2 separate regions of the Gossypium arboreum genome follow, and region 1 is linked to region 2. Evidence: chromatin contacts called from public Hi-C data. All regions are on one chromosome and are shown on one strand. The core of a region is the stretch at or near the end of the contact, and the rest is flanking DNA. Distances in the headings are between cores, read along the strand shown.

What was found. Hi-C and Micro-C count contacts between places; a contact is called where the count stands out from the background.
Region 1: a Hi-C map of leaf shows a contact between it and region 2, with 2.0 times the contacts expected there. The contact joins the enhancer-like site here to the promoter of LOC108454919 in region 2. A contact is called at or near these places in 2 of 5 Hi-C or Micro-C datasets (both in leaf).

The regions. Positions count from the first base shown.
Region 1 is chr9:1,495,207-1,502,234 of ASM2569848v2, forward strand. The region is part of intron 1 of LOC128280733 (a long non-coding RNA gene); the gene reads right to left. Among protein-coding and RNA genes, the nearest start is that of LOC108455997, 5.3 kb to the left of the region's middle. Within about 2 kb of position 1,410, at least 1 of the 2 cell types and tissues checked has an H3K27ac peak or open chromatin away from gene starts, as enhancers often do. A contact at or near this core is called in leaf, where this site is marked.
Region 2 is chr9:1,296,301-1,302,875 of ASM2569848v2, forward strand. It overlaps LOC108454919 (pentatricopeptide repeat-containing protein At1g62930, chloroplastic-like), which reads right to left and starts at 1,519. Exons shown (of 2, transcript XM_017753552.2): 1 at 1,365-1,519; 2 at 1-563. The coding sequence starts at 1,368.

The sequences.
Region 1 (7,028 bases), core at 160-2,659, 200 kb after region 2:
GTATATTTATTGTATAAATATAACATTTATATTTATTCCTCAAAAATATTTATATTACAAGTATGTTATATTTGCAGAGAATTTTTTTTTTCTTTTACAAATTTATAAATGTGGAATGCGTCAGTTTTAAATGCTAAAAGTTTTGGTCAGGAAGTTTGGGGATCAAATTAATAGAACTTGTAAATGTGAATGGTTTGATTTATTGAATTATTTAGATTTGAATCAAATTGATAGAATATGAAAGTATTGAGGACTAAATATGTTATTATACCAGTTGGAAAAAGGTCACACCATTATTTATGTTATCAATTTAATGGCCACGAATAGAAATTTTAGTGCTTAAATTGAAAATTTTTAAAATTAGGTGACTAAAATAAGAATGTGAGCATAGTTGGGTGACCATTTGTATAATTTATCCATAATATAAGTGCTCGTTAGGTTTTTTAATATACTATTTTTTATTAAAAATATTTTTTTTTCAAAACTTTCAAAAAAAAATTATTTGTAAAACAATATCAAATTTGTTAGAGGTGAGCAACCGCTCAATTTTATTGGTTTGGTTCAAAAAAAATTCAAAAATCAACTTAATTAGCTTCAATTTTTTTTTTTAAATCAAAATCAACCCACTTTATGAATAAAATTGAATAAACCAAATCTAATTTTTCTGGTCATTTTAATCGATTTACCAACTTTTTTTAGTTAATTATCTGACTTAACCAACATTACCATGTTTTTTTTATATGTTGTGTTTGAGTTTAGGTAATATATTTGGGTGTGTTGAATTTATTTTGATATAGGCTCGGATAATATATTTCAATATGGGTTAGATTTAAATATTTTAAATTATATTAAAATAATAGATATTTAAAGTTGGTTAATTTGGTTAATTTGAATTTAGTTTTTCAAAACAGAATCCAAACAGATTAAATTGTTTTACCTAACATTTGCAACCAACCTAAAATAGCAACCAAATAAATTTACTCAGCAAAATTGAAAACGATTATCAAAATTTTTTACACCCTTAAAATTGTTAGTGGGACTTTCAAGGAAAAGTTGAAAGCTTGAACTGAGGTTGCAGCAACAATGGACATCATCTAATAGAAGGAGAAAATAGCTCTATCATAGTCATCTTTTGCATCTATTGAATGTCACTTGTTGCCTTTCTCTCCCACACTATGCATCTTATTCCTCTTGCATCTACATTGTATAAGATCATGGTAGGGTAGAAAAGCTAAGAGCAATGGTTGTTTTGTATTTTTATTAGAATAGGCAGTTCAAACAATGCAAAGTTGCCTTAACAGCATTTCTCTTAAAGCTTTTTCACTTCTCAAGATTGCTCCACTTATTAAGGTATGTGGCAGTGGTAGGTCCTTTCTGAGGGTTCATCTTCAGGGGTGTTGGAGGCCCAATGGGTTGCATCCACTATGCCCCAACAATTAGTAGTAGTGTTTTCATTTGCATCTTTTGCTGGCAATACAATTTTCAAATAATAATAAATTATAATAATTTTGAAAACTATAATATATTAAAAATCATTAAAAATATTTATAATTTAATTTAATTTAATTTAAATATTTATTTTGATCCAGTAGTCGGAGCTGCAAACCACTTTGTCAACCTCATCCAACTACACATGAGTTTTGGTTCAATATATATAAGCTAAACCTTTGAATAAATTTGTATGCAACAATGTAATCCTAAATTAATTCAATGTGCATATGTATATTTAGTAGGTAAAATATTTTAAATTTATTTATAATTGGATATTTACAATATATAGAATAGGGATAAATTTCAAAACTACACGAGTTTTGGTTCAATATGAACTGTTATATATTAACTTTGATTTTGTGTAATTTTATACACGATATTTTGATTTGATTAAACTTTCATAAAGGACTAACATCATTGTTGATTTAATATCATTTTACTTTTACATACTACGTACACAAATAATTATACTTATCAAATATAAAATAAATTGTTGTATTTATTTCTTTAAATGTGTACAATTAAATCAAATTTATATGTATATATTTGAACCAAAGTCAAAGTGTAATGTGAATAATTGCACATTGGATCAAAGTTCATGTAGAGTTTTGATATTTATCCTTATAGAATATAATATATATTTTAGTAATAGGAATGGTGTACTGATGAGCTTTCATCTTTTTTTAGAGAACTATTCTAAGACAGTAGAAGGAAAAGAGCATATGAGAAAGGTTCCTTATGTTTCTGCAGTAGGAAGTCTCATGTATGTGGTGTTATGAACACGTCTAGATATCTATTTTGTATTAGGATAGATGAGTTGATATCAGACAAGTCTTGGTTCAGGATGTAACGCCCCTAGTCCGTCCCGGTCGCCGGGCTTGAGCTACAAAATACTATAGTACAAATAGAACAGTCACAGACCTTTAATGGATAATTCAAATAAAAAATAAATATCAATCATAATATAAGTCATTTAGAGAAAATTTAAACCTTTTTCAAGCCAAACATGAGCTTACGTGAGCTCTAAAGTTGATTCGGGATTGAACAAGGATCAAATTATAAAGTTTGAAAAAAATATAGGGCCAATGTCGTGATGAGGCATTCCCCACGTCGTGACGGCACCAAAATTCTGTCACGTCACGATACGGACCACTTGACATTAGGACGTCACAGGCTGTTGGTCGATGTTGTTACGAGAGAAGCTCGACGTCGGGATGAGAAACCTGTTTTGGCCAAAATATGTCCATTTGATATTGTTTCAAATCGACTTACCAAGTATGCCTATGTATGCCTTTGACAACATTTAAAACATTTCCAAAACATGTCAATACCATGCCAAAACATGCCATATAACATTTCCCTAATCATTTAACCAATATGCCACATTTGACACCAAATCTTAAAAATGAACATGATCATTAAAAACAATTCCATAACATTATACAATTCATACTACAAATTAGTTCATATGCACAAAACCATTTTTGCTTAATCATTCATGTTGCATTACAATGTGTCAAAGTTGTGAACACAACCTTTAATCACATTCATAAGTTACCATATGTGCTTAAAACTTTATTTATACCATAAACATACTTAACATTACAACCATTGACACTCCTATGTACATGCCACATATAACCAAGTTTGAAACAAAAAAAAGTCTACCGAATCGAAAGACGAAGGGTGTGAGATTCTTGTTGATCTGATTGACACGTTCTAAACGTCTAAAATCTACAGAGAAACTAGTAACAACGAGTAAGTATTACAAATACTCAGTAAGCTCATACAATATAAAAAATTAGCTTACCTTAATCATTTTAACATATACAAATCGCTATGCAAAACAATTTCACCTATCAGGGCATAATAAAACAGCTTCAACAAGGTGAGATTTGGTACATAATCACATTTATAATTTCCAAATGGTAATATACCAAATTTTAGTCAAGATATTTCACATACGAATTTCTATTCATCACTTGTTAGTATCGATATTTCATATCTTTTATATTTCCTGATGAATCATTGTAAAAGAACTCAATATATAGGTACATATCAGATCTGATGCTACTTCGAGCTAAGCACATACATTAGTGTTGGGTTACCTATTTAGGAACCTTTATTGACACAATAAATAGCTGGCCAAGGCTATATATATATGTAAGGTTACCCATCCGAGCTAAACCTATAAAATGACATCAGGTTACTTGTCCGAGCTAAACTTGTGTTACATGTATCTTCGAATTCACAAAAAAATGTTGGAGCATGAAATCATCGGAAATCAACCTATAACTATGTGTAAAAGACTTTTACTAAGTTCATTAGGATTATCTCCACATTAAAGTTCAATACCATTTCATTTTAATTCAATCCAATTACAACTTATGTACTAATTTGTAAATAATCCAAACCTTCAATAGAACTTATATATATGCATTTAGATACAATTTAATAGCAACTTAAAATTATTTATATCGTATGAACTTACCTGGCAAAACAACAACGGTTTAGGCGTTAAGGACTATTCAGTACTTTTCCCTTTTCTTTGTATATCCTCCAATTGTTGTAAATATCGATCTAAACCATAATTTAATTGAATTATCTATTCCAAACATCATTTAACAACATAATAAAATTATGAGACAATTCAATTTCATCCATAGAATAATTCCTCAAGTTTTGCATTTATTTCAATTTAGTCCTAAAACCAAATATGCCAAAAATTTCAAATTTGTGCTTCAATTTTGAAATCAATCTCAATTCCATCATTCTAAAGTCCATTAAAACCTATGTTTATAGAAATTTCATGCCGAATTCAAAATTATTACACTTTAGTCCCTAAGTTCAAAACTAACAACTTTTACTTTACAAACTAGTCCTTTTTCATATGTAAGCTTCAAATCTAACCAAATAACCACAAAAGCTTCAAGCATACATCAATGGTAATTTTTACAAACTTTGACAGTTTTTACGATTTAGTCATTGTACCTCATTTTCTAAAACCACTGACTTTAGGGTCAAACCACTTGTACTTTAACTAACTGTCCAATTAGCAAATTTATCATATCAAAATCCAATATAATACTATATTAAACTAGTAAATATTATTAAATAATATTTACTGACTCGATCATCAGAATACAGGGTTTCGAAATTGCCCTTTTCATTACCACTGAAAAATGGGTTATTACAACTCTCCCTCTTTAGGAAGTTTCATCCTTAATTTTTTTTTTACTTGAGAGCATATTCGAGTATTGTGCTTTCATAAACTTTTCAGTTTCCCATGTAGCCTCTTCAATACCGTGTTTGTGCCACAGAACTTTCACTAATGGTACTCGTTTATTTCGGAGTTCCTTTATTTCCAAGCCAAAATTCTTATTAGTTCTTCACTATATAACATATTAGGTTGTAATTCAACTTGTCGGGAGATATCATATTGTGAGGGATCTGAATGATAACTATGCAACATTGTCACATGAAAAATATTGTATATCTTTTCTAATTTGGCAGCAAGGCTAAACAATACGTTACAAGTTCGATTCTTTCAAGAATCTCATACAGCCCTATAAACCTTGGGCTGAGCTTCCCTTTTTTGTCAAACAACAAAACTTTTCTTCAGGGCGAGATTTTCAAAAATACTATATCCACAATCTGAAACTCAGTGTCTTTTCTTTTAAATCGGCATATAATTTCTAACGATTAAAAGCAACCTTTAAACAATCTCGAATAATCCTGACTTTATCCTTTGTTTCCCGAATCAGATTGTCTCGACTATTTTTCTTTCACTTAGCTCGAACCAATATAACGGAGCTCTGCATTTACATCTATATAAGGCCTCATATGGTGCCATTTCAATACTCGTATAATAGTTGTTATTATAAGTGAACTCAGCTAATGGTAAGAATTTCTCCCAGTTGCTTTCAAATTCAATAATATAACATCGCAACATATCTTCGAGAATCTGAATTACTTGTTTAGACTAACCATTTGTCTAGGGGTGAAACGCAGTGGTGAAATTCAGTTTCGTACCTAAAGCCTCATGTAATTTACCCCAAAATCTGGAGGTAAGCCTTGAGTCTCAATCAGAAATGATAGGCAGTGGTACTAGACCTGTCCATGGGCCGAGCCGACTAGCTCGAAAAATGGGAGTGTTTGGGTAAAAGTATAGGCCTGAAAAATAGGCTTGGGTAAAAAAATAAGCTTTTAGGCCGAGCTCGGCCGGAATATGAAAACAAAAGAAACCTACTATTTTTTATTGTTTTTTGCTATTTTTTATTATTTTCTTTTTTTTTCACTATTTTGCTATCATTTCACAATTATGTTGCTACTATTTTGTTGTTATTATTTGGATATTGTATAACTTTTGTTTTATTGTTAATTTTGTTACTATTTTTCACATTTTCTTGTTAAGTTACATTTATCTTAGAGTTATTTAAGTATACATATTTTTTAAAATTTATTTTCAATTTATTGAGAAATATTTATTTTAAGATTTTTAATATTTTTATGTATTATATATTTTTAAAATTATATAAAAATTAAAACGTGGAGGTCGAGCTTGAGTTTTAGTATTTTTATTCGGGTTAGGCTTAGGCAAAATTTTAGGCCCATTTTTCAAGTCGAGTTGGGCCTGAGAATAGCAAACGGGCCTAAATTTTCTGTTGAGCCCGGCCCAGCCCATAAACACCTCTAAATGGTACATCATGTAGTTTCACAATTTCAAAAACATATAACTTTGCTAATCTCTCGAGTGAACAGTCTGTTCTAACCAGAATAAAGTAAGTTAACTTCATCAATCTGTCAACAATAACCTAAATTGAATCTTTCTTTTCAGAGATAACGACAGTCTCAATACGAAATCTATCGTATCATGTTCCCATTTCCACTCAGGAACCATTACAGGCTATAACAAGCTTGATGGAACTTAATGCTCGGCTTTCACCTGTTGACATACCAAACACTTAGCCACAAACTCAGAGATTTCGTGTTACATTCCTGGCCACCAATGCTGTAACACACCTTACCCAGTCTGGTTGCCGAGCCCGAGTTACATGATGCTACTATAGTTACTGAAACATTTATTTTCAATCAATTCATTTAATAACATCAATTTAAACCAATTATAAGCATGATATTAATTTCAAACATCTCTAAGATAAAATAGATCAATCAAACATAATTTATTTGATTCGAGTATGAATAAGGACCAACATGTAAAATTTCAAAACTTTAGGCTGGGTATCAATACTAAGGAAATAAGTGTCGATATCTTTGTAATAGTTATCGATATCATTATCGATACCATTTTGGCATTTTGCTAATTTTAGGTATCGATACTAAATTGACATTCTATAAATTTTGAAAATTGTTCATATAGTAAAATACCGATGCCTTGGTCCTTGGTATTGATACTTTTACCTAGATGGTTAAAAACCACAAGTTTGAATACACATTTCATGCTCAAATCAGGTCACCATTTAATAGGTAACATAAGTACAATTACATCTGCATCAATTACCAATCTAATTCTTTCA
Region 2 (6,575 bases), core at 269-2,768:
CATTGCTTGAAAAAATTTCAATGCCTCTTCGAGTTTACCACCTTTGCAAAAACCATCTAGCAAAATTGAACAGGTCACCAGGTCTGGAACTTGTCCAGAAGCAACCATCTTTTTCAAAAGTTCACATGCCGTAGAAACTCTCCCTAATTGACACATACCTTGCATAAGAGTGCTGTATGTGACAGTATCCGGGATTAGTCCCGTTTGAGATATTTCATGAAAGAGTTCCATTGCTTTGTCTAACCTTTTAGCTTTACAATATCCATTGATCATGATGTTGTAACTAAGTATATTAGGTGCATAACCCTTCTTGATCATCAATTGAAGCACTCTTCTAGCTTTATCCATTTTGTTTTGCAAGCAATAGCCATTTATCAATGCATTATAGGTAACAACTTTAGGTTCAATGCCTTGCTTTCTCATTGTGTCAACAATAGCTTCAGCTTCAGAAATCGTTCCTTCTTTGCAATATGCATCAACCAATATAGTATAGGTGAAAATACTAAGTGAAATATTGTTATCCACCATTTCATTCAAAAGCCTTGTTGCCTCCATATGCTGACCTGAATTATACATACCATGAATTAAGCAATTGTAAATAACAATATCCGGTCTAATGCCCTTAGCCTTCACTTTAGAAAAGAGCTCGAGAGCCTCATTTAACAACCTGTTTTTACAGAGACAGTCAATGACAGTACTATATGCTACAATATTTGGTTCCAAACCTCTTTCTTCCATCATCCTTAGAAACCTAATAGCTCTATCAGTATTTCCAGTCTTACACAATCCATTAAGTATTGTATTGTAAATAATTAAATTAGGATGATACCCTTTTTCAACCATTTCATCAAACAAACACACAGCTTGAGAAATCTTGCTTTGCTTACAAAATCCATTAATCAAAGTAGACAAAGTTACAACATCAGGTTCAATCCCTAACTTCAGCATCTTCCCCAAAACAGAAAACCCTAAATCAATTTGATTTAACTGACAAAAGGTATTAATCAAGATGTTCAAAGAATAGACGTTATGGGAAACTCCTAATAATTCCATTCGGCTAAACATAGAAACAACAATGGCATAATGTTTCATTCTAACAATGGCTGCTAATAGTTTAGTGAACTCCAAAATTGAAGGCTTTGGGTACTTCTCAATCATCTTATTAAACAAAGTCCAAGCATCATCAACATTATTGAAGCGGTCATACTTTTTTGGGTTTCCCCTTACAGACATTGAATTCTTACTTAAAGCTTCGATGTGGGTACCAATGGTGTTAAAAGAACAAGAAAAAGAAGAGTGCAAACTGGAAAGATTCCTTCCACCAGTAACAAATGAACGAAGAAATAATGAAGAATTGAGCTTACCCATATCTAGAAAACCAGAAAAATGAAAGAAAAAGGGCTAAGCTTCAAATGAAACCACCATTAACAGTACACGAGAGCCAGAGAGGAGAATGGGAGGACGACTTTTGCCGTTTCGACTGGTTAAGGAATCATTTGTTAGGGCTAGTTATTATTGAATGGATAAACTACACAATTAGTCACCATACTTTCATAAGTTTTCATTCTGAGTACCAAAAAAAGTAAAAAACTTTTATTTTAAACATTGCGATAAAAAAACATGTTCTGATTTCATCTTCTTCTCAAATATTTAATTCTTTTAATGCTTTTTCTCTACAATTAGGTTTCTCTTACAACAAATGACTTAGTAATCAAGTCCATCCAAGGCTTGAAGAAGAAATGAAAATGATTTTGGTAGAAGGAATATACATATATCTTTATCTGTTTAACTTGTTCTTAATCGTTGGTCTAATTTTTAGTTTTATGTGGATGTTCAGACTGTCAACTCTCCGTTCAAGGAATTTGATCCAATTCGATTCTGACAACCATGAAATCATGAAACCAATTAATATTAATATTAAGAAATCATTGAAAAATAGTTAAATGCTATGAGTTATTTAGGGCTTTTCTAGACCTTACTTTACAACATTCTATAATATGCATAAATTTCAATTTATTTATTATGTTTCTCCTCTTGAATTATGTTATCTAAGTTATTAATTATATGATTTAGACTTAATATGTATTTAGGTGAATAATTGGAGAAAAGTGATTATAAAGATCATTTTTGGTAAAGTTTTTGCGAATGAAATTTTTAACACAACATTGTTTTAATATTTTAACCATAACTTGAGTTACCGAATTCTGTTTTAAACTTATAATATACCATTTGGAAGGAAACCAAAAGATCTAGTTGAAGTATGCCGAGGCTCAAGTCACAATACAATATTCTTTAAAAACAATACCTCATTCACATATAATTGATTTTTTAACCATGTTGATATACTAGCACTCTTATTGAAATACAAAATCGATAACGGCTTAAGCATAAAATTAACATTTTTTTTTAGAAGTAAACAATATCATTAGACATGTTTAAAATCCAATTTCTAATAAAGAATGATTGGAGAACATAAAACCCTCCATATCGCTCTAGAACTAAACTATAAATGCTTATCTTATATTGATAAATTTTCTATTTTACCAAAACAATTAGTCAAAATTAATACAAAATTTCATTCATTTGAATCTTGAAAACTTATCTAAACTTAGAAAGGTGATCTTCCATATCTTAGGCTTTTTTTTTCTTTTTCTTTGTAGAACTTCTTGTGTAATCATCTTGTATGCTTTTGAGCATATATTTACAATGTACTCTTGGTCATGTGATAGAAATGAAAAAGTATTTACATCCTTGGTTTGTGAATGACCAATAATGAAAGATTAGGCAAAATTTTTAAGTAATAAACCAAAATGAATGTTAGAGTTTAATAAAGTATTTTTTTTTAGCTTGTAAAAAAAATCTTTTCCTTGTTCTCCATGACAAGAATTAAACATTGCATTATTCTTGAAAGAATTAAAAGATTTTTTTTTTTGATCTTAAATCCTACATTAGTTCCACTTAATGGACCTTAGGTGTTGTATATAATGTGTACAATAATATATAGATAATGCTACACATACTTCACCCAACCAAAGAGTCACCTTATTAAGGAAACTACCTTGCTTAACACATGCCTCGCTTGGGTCCAAGGATACATAACTTAATCATTATGATAATATGGTTGTCAAGTCATTAACATATCTTGCAACCCAATCACGTCAGGTTATGTAACTGACTTAATAAGGGTACTATTGAATGAAAAGCCCACTAATTAGAGGGCATATGGCTTATGTAAGTCAACTTTTATATTTCTCCAAACCTTATAGTGGGAGGGATCATTTTTCGCACTCTCCAACCTCTCTCTCAACTCCTCCACTCTCTATGCTTTATTTGCCTCTACTTCATACACGGCTTTTCACCTACTAAGTGAATCATCAACATCATCTCCATCCACATTCACCCCTTAATAATTGGTAAGGTGAGCATGGGTAGACATGGCTCATTCCAACTTAAGTATTCTCGCTAATAGAGATGAACAAGAACAAAATCCAAAAACCTAACTATAACCTTTAGCAACTTAGGATAAACCGCAAGCTTGTGCCCAACAACTTTTCTTTTAGGAACCTCAACCCCAAGAACAACTACAACCAAGTTTTTATTATATCCCATATAATCCTTATGATCCACACTACTTGTATTATGTGAGTTACACCCAACATCCACCAATGAGATGCTAAATTTAGTACCCACCATCTCCCTCAAATTACCCCTACTCCACCCTAAGAGAGCAAACCTCTCAAAATTCTAATGTAAATTCACAATAGTTTACGTAAATGCAAAAAAAAAAAAAAATGAAATCTTAGAAGAGCAACTATCCATATAGCAATGGCTTTATCAACAGTAGCAAGAAGTTAATACTCGCAACAAAATTATTGAATAGTTATGAGCCAACTAAAATCCCCAATCTTAGGCACCCTAACAAGACGACTAACATAAAGAAACAAATTAGTTGTCTCTTCACAAGTAGAGAGGCCCAACAGTCAACCTCTCATGTCAACCACAAAAGCAAAACCCTCAAAACAGGCCAACCTCTTTAAAGATCAGATGTAGGCCTTTACGAAAAAAAGATGTAATCTTTTTTGAAAAACTAGGTTCATTAATTTTAAATGAGACTATTCCAATGAACCTTTGGCCTTAAAAACAATATAATTGACTTGTTTCTATTACTTTACCAATCCTTGGATGCATTTTGGAGAAAAAGTTTCATTTCAAAGTATTCCGAGTGAAGTGCACATGGTTGGTAAAACATCAACCTAGGTTGAACTTTAACTTGATTTGAACCTCAATCATTTAGTTCTAACCCTAAGCTGAAACTTTTCAAGTTGCAAGTCTTAACTTATTTCTTTAAAATTTAAACCTAAATTAAAACATTTGATAAACTTTCATCAAATTATTTTCCTCCAACCTTTTCTCACTACAAACACTTGTACTCTAACTTCAATTGAAGGAAACTTTGGCTCTCATGATTCAAATGATTTTTGTGTCTATGATCTTCCGAAAGTGTTGAAACATTTTTCCGCTATGAAGAAATTTTTTAGACTAACCATAAGTAGAATCTATCGTAAACCTTTAGTCCTATTTAAGAATAGTTTATAAGCTGTCTTTGCACCCAATTGATGCTTCAACACTTAAAGAAGTCCATTCTCACGAAAGAAATTTGAATTAGAAGAGTTTAGGTTACCTTTAGTTGAAGGTAGAGTTTGGTCAAAATCTTTAACCCGAAAATGAATTGAAGCTTGAATATGATTGAGGAAAACATTTTGACAATCATTTAACAAATAATTCATTTAGGATTTAAGGTTCGTCTATAAGGGTTAGGGGAATGATTTAGGGTATTTTTACAAATCAAGCAAGTTTTTTTGGTACTTTGAAAGAGTTGCGTAGTTCAAGAAGAATCATCTAATGGTCTGCAACTTACTTACCACATGAAATACGAGATTTAAGGTCTAGAGAGATTTATTAGGATATCTCGATGATACATGCAATATTTTTTATGGGTTTGATTGGTATAGGGAAATGAATTAAAGTTTTTTTACAATATGAGCAATATTGTCTATGCTTTTATTTGTTACAAGGATCAATAAAAGCTACTCGATTTAAGGTAAGTAAATATATTGGTGGCATGAACTATCTTAATGCAAAAAAAAATTTGTGTCAATGCTTTTTGTTATTTGCCAAGACCAAGAAACGTATGGGAGTACACATGGAGGATTTATTTAAGCAGGGGACTAAAAAAAGCTATTCCGTAGAAATGCAAGTGAAACTTTTCTTTCAAAAAAATAAAAATAAAAATAATCAACTGTGATGAATTTTTTTAAGGTAAACTTTGTTGAATTTAGGGTTTAGGGTTTAGAGGAAATGAGTTACATTATTATATAATCAGTTGCTTTTAACATACAAAGTGATGTAAAATATAGAGTAAACTATTAAAATAGTCACTTTTGTTTGTCTCAGGTTACATTTTAGTCACTTATGTTTGAAATGTTACGTTGTCGTTTTGTTACGAAATGGTACTCTTCCGTTAAGATCTGTTACCTCCCAAACAGTAGTTCGATACGACAATTAAAATGAGCTTTAAATGCCAATGTGGATGCCTAACCAAGTAAATTAATTGATTTTTTAATTAAATAAATTTAATTAGTTGAATTTTTTAAATTAATTAAAGGAAAATATTAATTTGGTTTCCCGAAATTGTCAAAATTAATGCATTAGATTAATCCTTGAACTGGAAAAAAAAGGACCCTTGGTATCCTTTTTCGTTTAGTTTTTGTTTCCAACTTGACTAAAAAAACTATTCATTTTTATAATCACCTTTGTTGAATCGAAACAATAGAAATCAAATTGAGTGCTACATTAATCGATTGGAAATTTTGCAAAATAGAAGAACAAATGATTGATTCAATGGAGGGTTTAAAAGTAAATTATAGTAAGTATGGGGTTTTTTGTTCATTACTTGAGTTTTGAGTTCAGATTTACGGTTTTTTTTTCCAAAAAAGATAGTCCCTCTTTTCATGTTTTTCTGTATATGTACAGATAAAAAAGACATGCTTCATCTTTGTTTATTTGTATAGTATGGGCAACCACAATATCAAGTAAGTATAGAGGTTGTTACATTCTCCTCCTCTTCTTCTACTTCTTCTTCTTTGTCGTTTTTTCTCTTTTCTTCTTCTCTTATGGTAACAAAAAAAACTCAACTATTGATTATTTTTAAACAAAAAGAAATTGTGTTTTAGAGTAAAATTTTGTATTGTAAACAGCTCGTTTTCAGTGAAATTGAAACAGTAGTTTCAGGACCACAAATCCAAAGTTATAAAATTATTTTATTATTATTTTATGGTCTACAGCATGATAGAAATTCCATATAAAAAATTTCGTTTAGAAATTTTACCGTTTACATGTTCAATTTGATAAAAATGACTAAATCGCGTAAAGTGTAAAAGTTGTGTTATAATAGCTAAAGGTAATAAATAGCTATAGGACTTTAAAATGGAGGTCCTTATATGGTAATTAGACCATTAATATGTTAGTGGATGATAATGGCTTTACAATTTTGTAATTATTAAAGTTTATTAAGG